Regions from separate parts of the Pan troglodytes genome. Here region 1 is linked to region 2. Evidence: chromatin contacts called from public HiChIP or PLAC-seq data. All regions are on one chromosome and are shown on one strand. The core of a region is the stretch at or near the end of the contact, and the rest is flanking DNA. Distances in the headings are between cores, read along the strand shown. Region 1 holds the start of RDH10 (retinol dehydrogenase 10). Region 2 holds the start of TERF1 (telomeric repeat binding factor 1).

The links. HiChIP or PLAC-seq counts read pairs in DNA pulled down with a chosen protein or histone mark.
Region 1: an H3K4me3 HiChIP or PLAC-seq map of stem cell-derived excitatory neurons shows a contact between it and region 2, with 3 times the contacts expected there. The contact joins the promoter of RDH10 here to the promoter of TERF1 in region 2. A contact is called at or near these places in 1 of 7 Hi-C or Micro-C datasets (stem cell-derived neural progenitor cells) and 1 of 1 datasets of contacts at active chromatin or transcription factors (stem cell-derived excitatory neurons).

The regions. Positions count from the first base shown.
Region 1 is chr7:81,948,256-81,953,281 of NHGRI_mPanTro3-v2.0_pri, reverse strand. RDH10 (retinol dehydrogenase 10) reads right to left here and starts at 2,516. Exons shown (of 6, transcript XM_528167.9): 1 at 1,540-2,516. The coding sequence starts at 1,828. RPL7 (ribosomal protein L7) reads left to right here and starts at 3,129. Exons shown (of 7, transcript XM_063816398.1): 1 at 3,129-3,252; 2 at 4,322-4,430; 3 at 4,714-4,880. The coding sequence starts at 4,428.
Region 2 is chr7:81,657,744-81,662,695 of NHGRI_mPanTro3-v2.0_pri, reverse strand. It overlaps TERF1 (telomeric repeat binding factor 1), which reads right to left and starts at 2,048. Exons shown (of 11, transcript XM_016959567.3): 1 at 1,614-2,048. The coding sequence starts at 2,040.

The DNA.
Region 1 (5,026 bases), core at 1,267-3,766, 290 kb before region 2:
AGGACAAAGATCACACAAAACAAAAATACTACAGTGAGCTTCAAATTTCTAACGCTGCAAGGCTTGCCAACGACTGAGCTTTACAGCTGCCTTCCTCCCATGAAGTCTTTGGGAATTACAGCAATTTACTGGATAACTTTGCTTAGGGGAAAGTCATGTAATTGTGACAAGCCCAATACAAGTAGACCACATGGGATCAGCTTGCTGGAGCTAAAGACACCTGCAAAGAACTGATCTCAGCCCAGAGCTCAGAGAACAACACACACACACTACACACTCCTCTTTTTTTGGGGAAACAGTGGCCCAAGAGAAACAGCTCTTAGTCTTTAGTATGAGAACCCTCAAAATGGAAACTCACTTCAAGGCTCACAAATCAAAACTGCAATTAATAATCTGAATTCATCCAAAGCCAAGAAATGAATCCACAATTTTTAATGAAGAAATAGGGATCACTGGCTTGTTCTAACTGGGCTAGCTGACTCCTCTAAGAAGTACTCTCACAAATCAAGTTACAGGTAAATATGCAATTTTACCGCATAAGAACTTGACAATTTAAAAACCAAAATCGGTATCCTGGAAAATGAATACCCTTATCTTTTAGGTTTCGGCAGGGAGCACAAAAATCTGTATTTGCTACACCTCCATACCACCAATGAAAATGGTACATTTTCACCCTTAAATTAAAAACGCAGGTATCAATAAGTTTGATGATAAATTATCAATACAGGGGAGAAGTGCCCAAGTCAATTTTCTCCGTACAGGTAAATGTTTTCCCTAAAAATGAAAAATTTTGTTAAAAACCAACAGCCATTATCAAATTTCCTGAACCAATATTTATGGTTGGTTATGGACTTTGCTTTGGCTTAAAAAAAAAAAATCTCAGATTCAGGTTAGTTAATAAGTATTCAGAAATGCAGATTTTCTGGGGTGACCAAAAACATGGAAGAAATTTACAACGAAGCCTAAATCCTCCAAGAGCTTTCTCTTAGGAAGCAAGGCGTCTTTCAATCACGCTCAGGGAATGTAACTAAAGCACTTATCGCTGGCGAAACAATGTAATTATGTTCCTCAGGCTAAACTTATAATGAAACCGTCAATACTGCCCTCGTCTAAGGGGTTCAGACCACAGTAAGACAGACACTTCTTCAGTCTAGTCAGAACAACTTCCCAAAGACGCTTCAGTTTCCCATCGCGCCGCTTGTAAGTCGGAGCAAGACATTTCTTTGGGATCCAAACCTGTGGTAACAAGTTCCCTCCGCCTTCCCTACCCCGGAGGGCTTAGGAAACCCTCCCCCGCCCCCCGCGTGGTCCCCAGAGACCGAACCTCCGCGAGGACAGGGCACCTTCTCCCTGGTAATACAGAAGTGATCGCGTTCCTTTATCAGGGAGCGAATTCCACTCGTCTCCCGAAAGACCGGTGGGGTGTTCCTTTCCTCCACAGCGGGGCTGACCAGGCAGCGGGATTTGGGGCCTGCCGTGGTAGGGCGCGGGGTGGAAAGAGGCTTGACCCAACAATGCTCCCGCGCGGGTCCAGGTTACCTTGCAGCGCGGCGGCGTCGGCCGCCTCCAGGTCGCGGTAGATGTGGCGCACCATGCCAGCCGTCTCCTCGTTGCTTTGCGTGTTGATGTCCCACAGCACCAGCAGCGCCCGACGCCGGGCGAACTCCAGCGCGAAGAGGCGGCCCAGGCCGCTGCCGGCGCCGGTGATGAGGCACACCTGGCCCGCCACGCTCTTCTCCTTGGGCCGCACCAGCCAGCGCGCCGCGGCCAGCACGAACGCCCAGAGCACTTTGAAAGTAACCACGAAGAACTCCACCACGATGTTCATCGCGACGCCCGGGGCCCCGCACGAGCCCAGTGCCTGCGTCCGCGCCCACCCCGAGCCCGGCAATCGGGCTCCCGGCTCCGGGGCGCTTGTCACAGAGGCCGGGACGAGAAGGCTGCGCCCCGCGCCCGCCCCCGAGGTGCCCGCCGGGTTGGAGTGCGCGGCGCCGCTCCCTGCCTGCGCGGGGCCACTCCCGCCCGGGCTCGGCGCTGTGGCCCCGGACTGTGCCCGCCGCGGCAGTCACCCGGCTCGGCGCCTCCTGCCGGCAGCCGCCCGCCCGTCCCGCAGCGCCCGGCCGGCCGGCTCCGCTGCAGTGGCGGTGACAGCCGCGAGTTAGACGACTCGAACTGCCCTCATGGCCAAGCTGCTGCCGCCCGAGCGTCCCCGGAACCGGCGCGCCGGCTCCCTCTCACCCCGGGGGAGGGGTGCGCAGCGGAGGCGGCACGGGCCAGCAGGCTGCCGCGGGAGTTGTCAACTCGACCCAAGTTGCGAGAGGGTGGGAGAGTGGGGTGCGGGGCGGCGGAGCGCCGGGAAGGGGAAACTCGCACGGCGCAGGCAAGCGCTGCCCAACGCCTTGCAGATGCCCCTGAGGGCTCGCGTTCCCCGGCCCTGCACTCTCCGCGGCTGTCACTCGGGCACTGGGCTCCGCAGCGTAGCCCGCTTGCAAGTCAGAGCGCTCCGGGCCGGCTCTGAGCGGGCTCCACGCTCCGCGCTATATAACCCCGCGACCGGGAAGAGCCCGCGCCAGCCTCGGCATCGGCCCTCCCTCCGCCCGGCCTCCCCGCCCCCGGGCGCACCCCGCCCCCGGCCCAGCCCCCAGCCCGCCAGCCGTCCGCGGAGCCGAGCGGGGTAGCCCCTCTCACACGGCCGTGGCCGCAACCTCAGCCCTCCTCGCACCTCCCTTCGCAGCTCACGCCCCCTCCCGTGGGGTGTCCTGGCCTCCGCCTGCCGAGCTCGGCAGTCAGCAGAGCCCCGGCCATCCTCCTCCGGCCGTCCGGTCCCCACTGGTCCCTGGCTAGCCACTTTTCGTAAGCCAGAGCACTCCAGACCGCCCCGCCTGCGATCAGGCGCTGCGGAAGACAGCCCTGTGGGCTGGAGCGACGACAAGGACCTCGCGGAGCGGCGAAAGGGGTGTAGTCTGCGACTACCGCGGCAGGGAGCCGGGAGGGCGGCCAAAAGTGACTTCGAATTGCAGCTAGCCGTTTGGAACGTGGCCCAAGAGGCTCTCATTTTCCTGGCTGGAACCGTCGCCGCGGTGCTTGCCTGCGGTCCTGGTCACCCGTTGCCCTCCCGCCGGGCGGGCGAAGACTGGTGCATGCTGGGATTTGTAGTTCGTCCCCATGAGGCTCGTCCTGGGAACATTATGGGGAGGAACGGAGCCTAATCCTGTCAGCGCAGCCTGGGGATTAGGACCCGGAGTTGCCAAGGTGTCAGCACTCTTTGCTCTTGAATTGATTAAAAAGTCTAATCAAATGCATATATTTTCTTCAAACAAGTTTTACCCGAAAGTTTGTTGAAAGAGGCTAAATCAGGGAGTTCTTTGCGTCTGCAAGGCGGCTTTTTAGTTCTGGATTCTTTTCCGGCTTATTCTAAGACACCTATGAGTCGTGGGGCTTCTCTCGCGAAGTCTTTAAGTGGACAGTACGCATGCGCCAACTTCCTCTTTTTCCGGCTGGAACCATGGAGGGTGTAGAGTGAGTTGCTTCTGGTCCTCTTGAGAATCCTTCTCCATCTCCAGAGCCAGATACTTTTTGTGCCACTTTTTCTCTCTCTGGCCGTAGCTTGCACCTTTGCCCACCTCCCTGCTTCATTGTGACGCTTTGTGACACCAGTGGGGACCCGAGGCTGGGGTTGGGATGCGGGCGGTCTTAGGACGGAGGTTTTGGAGATCCCGGGAACGAGATGTTGGGTTGGAATGTGTGTGGAACCCGTCGGTTGGCTGACGGCCCAGTCCTCGGTAGAGGGTCTTTCGGGGGAGGCGCAGAACCTCAGCATTGTGTTCGTCCTTGGCTGGTGCTTGGTACAGGCCGACCTGCCGCCAGGCCTTTGCTTTCAACATGTGGATCCTGATTGAACCAGAGTGGTGGTGGCTTGTTTTTTTTTTTATTTTTATTTTTTAATTTTTGCGTTTAAAGTCTCGGGGTCAGTGCCTTGCAGTAGTCTTTCAGCTAGTACATTTTGTTATTCGGGTGTTGGTGTGTTTTTTTTGTTTTTGTTTTTTAATTAGTCGTCGGAGGCCGGGCCTCTTGGTTGAAATAGGGAAAAACGTATTGCTATTGTCATATTTGTGATTGCGTTTTAGGCAACATGGTGTTAAAGGTTATTGACATGGAGCTAAAATATGCATCGTACACTGTAGCATGCCAGAACAAGTAAAGTTACTAGTGACTAAAGTCAGTGACAGCATTTCTGGTAAACAACACTGCTCAGTACGGGAGTAATTCAGCGCTGTGAGCTTTTTGAGCTATTGATAACATTTTTGTTTATTAACGTTAGAGAGAAGAAGAAGGAGGTTCCTGCTGTGCCAGAAACCCTTAAGAAAAAGCGAAGGAATTTCGCAGAGCTGAAGATCAAGCGCCTGAGAAAGAAGTTTGCCCAAAAGATGGTAAGTAAACTTTTTGAGGCACTAGCACATAAGGAGGCGCCTTATTGGGATTGAGGATGAGGTGAATGTTCTTGGCAAGATTTACTTCCTAACCGTACTGAGTAATTGCTTAGCTCCCTAATGTTACAATCTGAAGGTAGTGGGGTTTTTTGGTGGGGGATGTAATTGCATACTGTGGCAAGAAAAGATTTAAAGGAAACGTGTTTTAGTTTTCTTTTTAATAATTGGCATTGCTAATTGTGATTGAGCTAAAAATTATGAATAACTGATTATTGGTTTTCAGCTTCGAAAGGCAAGGAGGAAGCTTATCTATGAAAAAGCAAAGCACTATCACAAGGAATATAGGCAGATGTACAGAACTGAAATTCGAATGGCGAGGATGGCAAGAAAAGCTGGCAACTTCTATGTACCTGCAGAACCCAAATTGGCGTTTGTCATCAGAATCAGAGGGTAAGTTCAGTTTTACTGCATTCGGGTTTGAAAGGGAAAAAAAAAAAAAAAACTTCACATTACTTCTGGGAGCCCTGATTCTGAAACACTGGAGGAACAATATTTTAGGGGAAGCTAGAACAAGGAGGGTGCTGATCACTAATGGT
Region 2 (4,952 bases), core at 799-3,298:
TGTTCTGTCTCCCTGTCCCAGCCTTACAAGTAACTGTGAAATAACCAATCTTCTTTTTGTTCTGTTTCAGCTTCCTTAAGTCCTTACTGTCTATAAAGCCAACCCCCAACTGCTCAATTCATTGAGCACTTATTTTATGGAATAAAGTATTACCTGAATCCAGAATCACAATAAAGCCAAGTGAGGTCTTTAAACTAAACTTAGTTGTAAACAAGATCGGGGTGCTAGGTGTACTCATTGTTACTAGAGTTAGGTTGCTTCTGTGCCCTTTTATCTGACAGAGTAAGGAAATACATATTTGTATAGTAACCTATGTCTACACATGCATATGCAAATATTTCTAAGTCATCTATACCTACATGAGCTAAACAGTTCATACTGATGTCTCCAACTCTAAGAGAACTCTAAGAGAATTCTAAGGAACTAGCTTCATTCCAGGATTTAATTTTCTACTTAATATTAATTATCCCTGGCTCCAGTGTTAACCGCAATACAGAGGAAAGATCCTTGAACTGGAAGATAAAGCATGGGGCTGAAACACTCCCTTTTAACCTATCAGTACCTTAAAACTAAGATTATTTGCCTAACTCACAGGATTATGGTGAAGATGAAATGTGTCAAAATGTCTTTCTAAGAATTCTATTAAATAGCATAATTATAGTATTATAAATATATACTTGCACAGTAATTTTAGCGCCAACTATGAATGAAGTACCAGAACATCTTTCTGTTGTTTTTCAAAAAGCTACACTAGGCCAGGCGCGGTGGCTCACACCTGTAATCTTACAGCTGCGGGTGGTGGTGCACGCCTGCAGACCCAGCTACTCCAGAAGCTGAAGCGGGAGGATACCTGAGCCTGAGGTCGAGCCTGCAGTGAGCTGTGATGGCGCCACTACACTCTCCAGCCTGGGTGACAGTGAGACCCCATCTTGGGACGGGGGCGGGGTGCAGCAGATTTCATGAACAGTTTCATTCATTCATTTATTCATACAGGGTATCACTCTGCTACCCAGGCAGGACTGTAGTGGCACGACCTCAACTCACTGCAGCCTCTGCCTCTTGGGTTCAAGCAATCCTCCCACCTCAGGCTCCCAAGTAGCTGGGACTTGCAGGCATGTGGCCAACATTTACTTTTATTCTGAGACTATACAGAATAAAAGTAACTGCTGTAGAGCCAGCAGGCCAAATAAGGTTTAATAGCTCACAAATTAACATAAAACACTGATGCCTGGGGGGTCACTGGAGGCCACAGGGACTGCTGAATATTACTACAGGAATACCTGAGTAGAAAGCGCCAAAAGAGACAAAGGTCCTGGGTTGAGTGGAACTGTATACATTTTAAATCATGTAATGCTTGCATCAAACCTAAACAGGGTCTTATTTTCATTTTATCGAAGAGGAAATCAATCTGAGAAAAACTCAGGTGCTGACAACGGGCGAACTGGGATTCGAACAAAGTTCAGCCCGGAGCCTCGGACTCCCAGCTAATCGGCCGCAGCAGCCCCTCTCTCCCGACCTCCCTCGGCGACCTAGGAAACCAGCCCTCTGCCGCGCACCACGGAGCCCGCATCCGCCCCCCGCGTAGTCCCGGCCCGGACGTGGTCTGCCCTCACCCTCTGCGCTGTTGCGGGTCCTGCGGAAGTCCTCGGAGCGGCCGTCGCGGAAAGCTCGGCAAAGAGAGAGGCAGAGGAAATCGAGCATCCAGCCGGCAGCCACGGCCTCGGCCTCGGCCACCAGGCCCGCGTCCTCCTCCTCCTCCTCCTCCTCATCGGGGGCCCCCACCTGCACCTGGCACTCGAGCAGTTCCTGGCATTCGAACTGCTCCTCGTCGTTTCTCTCTGTTTCTGCCATCTGCTTCTCAGTAGGGTCGGCATCCCTACCATCCGCACAGCCCCGCGGGCTCGGGGCCGCTGAGGAGACGTCCTCCGCCATGTTAAATGGCTCGCTTGGGTACTGCCCCTTCAGGCGCCGAGCAACGATTGGCTCGCATTCGAGGGCGCGGGGCGTGGCCGCGGAGAGTCTCTTCCGCCGGCGGGACATGGGCGAGCGGTTCAAGCCTGGCTTCTGATTGGCCGACACCTGTTCCGGCTTCTGATTGGCCGACACCTGTTCCTGCCTCTGGGCGTTGAATTTGCCGCCAGTCTAGGGCAGAGCTTTGTAGGTAAACCGGACGACTCCATACTGAGCGAGGAGTGAGATTAGGATAGGGAGGAGGCAGCTTTATCTTCCTTATTCCTTGTAAAATGCAACCTTGACTGGAACAACAACACGGTTATTTAAAATGAAAACGCATTTGCCTGCAGCCTATTTCAGAAAGAGATGGGTAATGAGAACTTGTCACTATTAGACAAGCGTAACACTTTTAAACCCTAGTTTTCATCTAACAGTTACTACGTGATCACGAACAACAACTATTACAACTGACAACATCCATGCTTCTCCAACCTCAAGATGCATCAGAATCAGCCTGGGGGCTTGCTAAAACACAAATTCCCGGGCTCCACTCCCAGAATTCCTGTTCTGCTGGTCTAGCTTGGGATCCTTGAATTTGAAAGTCTAACGCTACTTGGCTGGGCACCACATTTTGAGATCAGTGCTCTAGAAAGGGTATACTATAATGGAAATGTATCTCAATCAAGGTTTGAGATCGACTATAGAACGCAGTTTGTAGAAAACAAGTGAATGCTTATTTTGAATTTTGAAACTTAGCACAAAAGGAAATTCTAAATGGGGATGGGTGGTCTGGTTATTGTTTTTGTTTTTTGTTTGTTTTTTTTTTTCCTTTGAGACAGGGTTTCGCTCTGTTGCTCAGGCTGGTCTCCAACTCCTGGCTTCAAGTTATCCTCCTGCCAAAGTGCTGGGTTTACAGGCCTGAGCCACAACGCCCGGCTCCGTTTTCTGTTCCTTGATGTGGGTAATGGTTACATCAGTGTGTTCACTTTATGAAAATTCACTGAACATCGTTTATGCACTTTTCAGTATGTGTGTCATAATTGAATAAAAAGTTTATTTTAAAAACCTTTCTGTTTATAACGCATCCAGCATCATCAAAGCCTTTCCACATTTTCACACACTTCTTGTTATTGTCTTTAAGGTGGTACAGTTTAAGTGTTGAGTAACTAAGGCACTGTATTCTAGTATTAAGAATGCTTAGGTTAGAATATTCCCTACCAGTTACTCACTAGCTGTGTGACCTTGGGTAAATTATGTCTCAGTTTTCTTGTCCGTATAATGTGAATAATAATAATACCTGCACGATTAAAGGGCTTGGTAAATGTAAAGAGTTTAAAACAGCCGGGCGCAGTGGCTCACACCTGTAATCCCAGCACTTTGGGAGGCTGAGGCGGGCGGATCACCTGAGGTCAGGAGTTCGAGACCAGCCTCAACATGGAGAAACCTCGTCTCTACTAAAAATACAAAATTAGGCGGGCGTGGTGGTGCATGCCTGTGATCCCAGCTACTCGGGAGGCTGAGGCAGAAGAATTGCTTGAACCCGGGAGGCGGAGGTTGCGGTGAGCCGAGATCGGGCCACTGCACTCCAGCCTGGGCAACAAGAGCGAAACTCCGTCTCAAAAAAAAAAAAAAAAAAGATTTTAAAACGAAACCTCAGCCAGGCACAGTGGCTCATTTTGTAATCCCAGCACTTTGGGATGCCAAGGTGGGAGGATTACTGGAGCCCAGGAGTTTGAGGCCAGCCTGGGTAACATAGTGAGATCTCATCTCTACCGAAAAAAAAAAAAAAAAAGCCAGGGAAATAGTAAGTGCTCAATTAGTATTAGCAGGAAGAGCAGAATATTTGTGCTGCCAGGAAAAATGATGATGCATCAGAAGAGATCTCTTCTTCAGGCTCTAATTGTCCCATGGGAAGTAAGGTCTGTTTTGAAATAATACAGTGGAATGGGGATAGAGGCTAAGGGAATAAGGGTTACAGCACATTATGAACCTAGTATTATGGACTGCATATTTGTTTTCTCCCCAGATTTACATGCTGAAGCCCTAACCCCCAATGGGATGGTATTGGGAGGTAGTGCCTTTGCGCTGGAGTGGGTTAGGAAAGAGAATCCTGTGTGATTTCGGTGATTTAAAAATCATCCCTTGAGTAAAATTATGTTTCTTGCAAACCTGAGTTCATGGAGTAAGACTCGCAAGTATAGTTGACTTTACCTCATTTAATGGGACTGTTATGAGGGGAGAGATTCAATCTGTTTTGTGATGATCTGAAGAGCACAACCTGAAACCAAAGTTTGAAGGTTTGGGGTGGCAGATTTGACTTCATATCCCACATGGTTCCTAACCATTCAGGCTTTCCCACAATAAAGTGCCAATTTCTACTGCCAGGTACTGATTTCTCACCACTGGAATCATTAATGATCCTGTGATCGTGGTATCTCCCCTGCTAGGTAAGTATACATCTATGATTCTGGATGCCAGTAGTCAGAGACACTGTGGAAAGATTCCCATAAAGCCTAGATGACATTCCCCATGCTGTTGCATTTCCCAAGACTGTTTTTGATTTGGACTATTTCCTAAACAACACTTTGAAATCTATAAGTTTCCTAAATTCTTATGTCTACCATATTAAATAATTGTGTTTTAACCCATATTTTAGTCTATCCCATTGCTAATATAAGCTAATGGTCTCATTATGAATTATATACATTGCTTTATTTTTGCATTTATAAATGTCTCGTGAATATCCAAACTACATATGTACTTTTGAAACATCCTTTATTGAGTAACTATTATGTGAAATGTACTGCGCTAGGATGGTGCATGGTAAATATAAAGATACTACTCCTCTCCATAAAGAATTATAGACCAGTTGGTAAGACAAGCAACACACACACATTGTACATAAACATCAGACTAATGAGTGATGCTAACAGTAACCCTAATAGGAGTTTGGTGGGGGTGCAACCACCCAACGGGTTCACCTTGCTCACTGCCTAGAC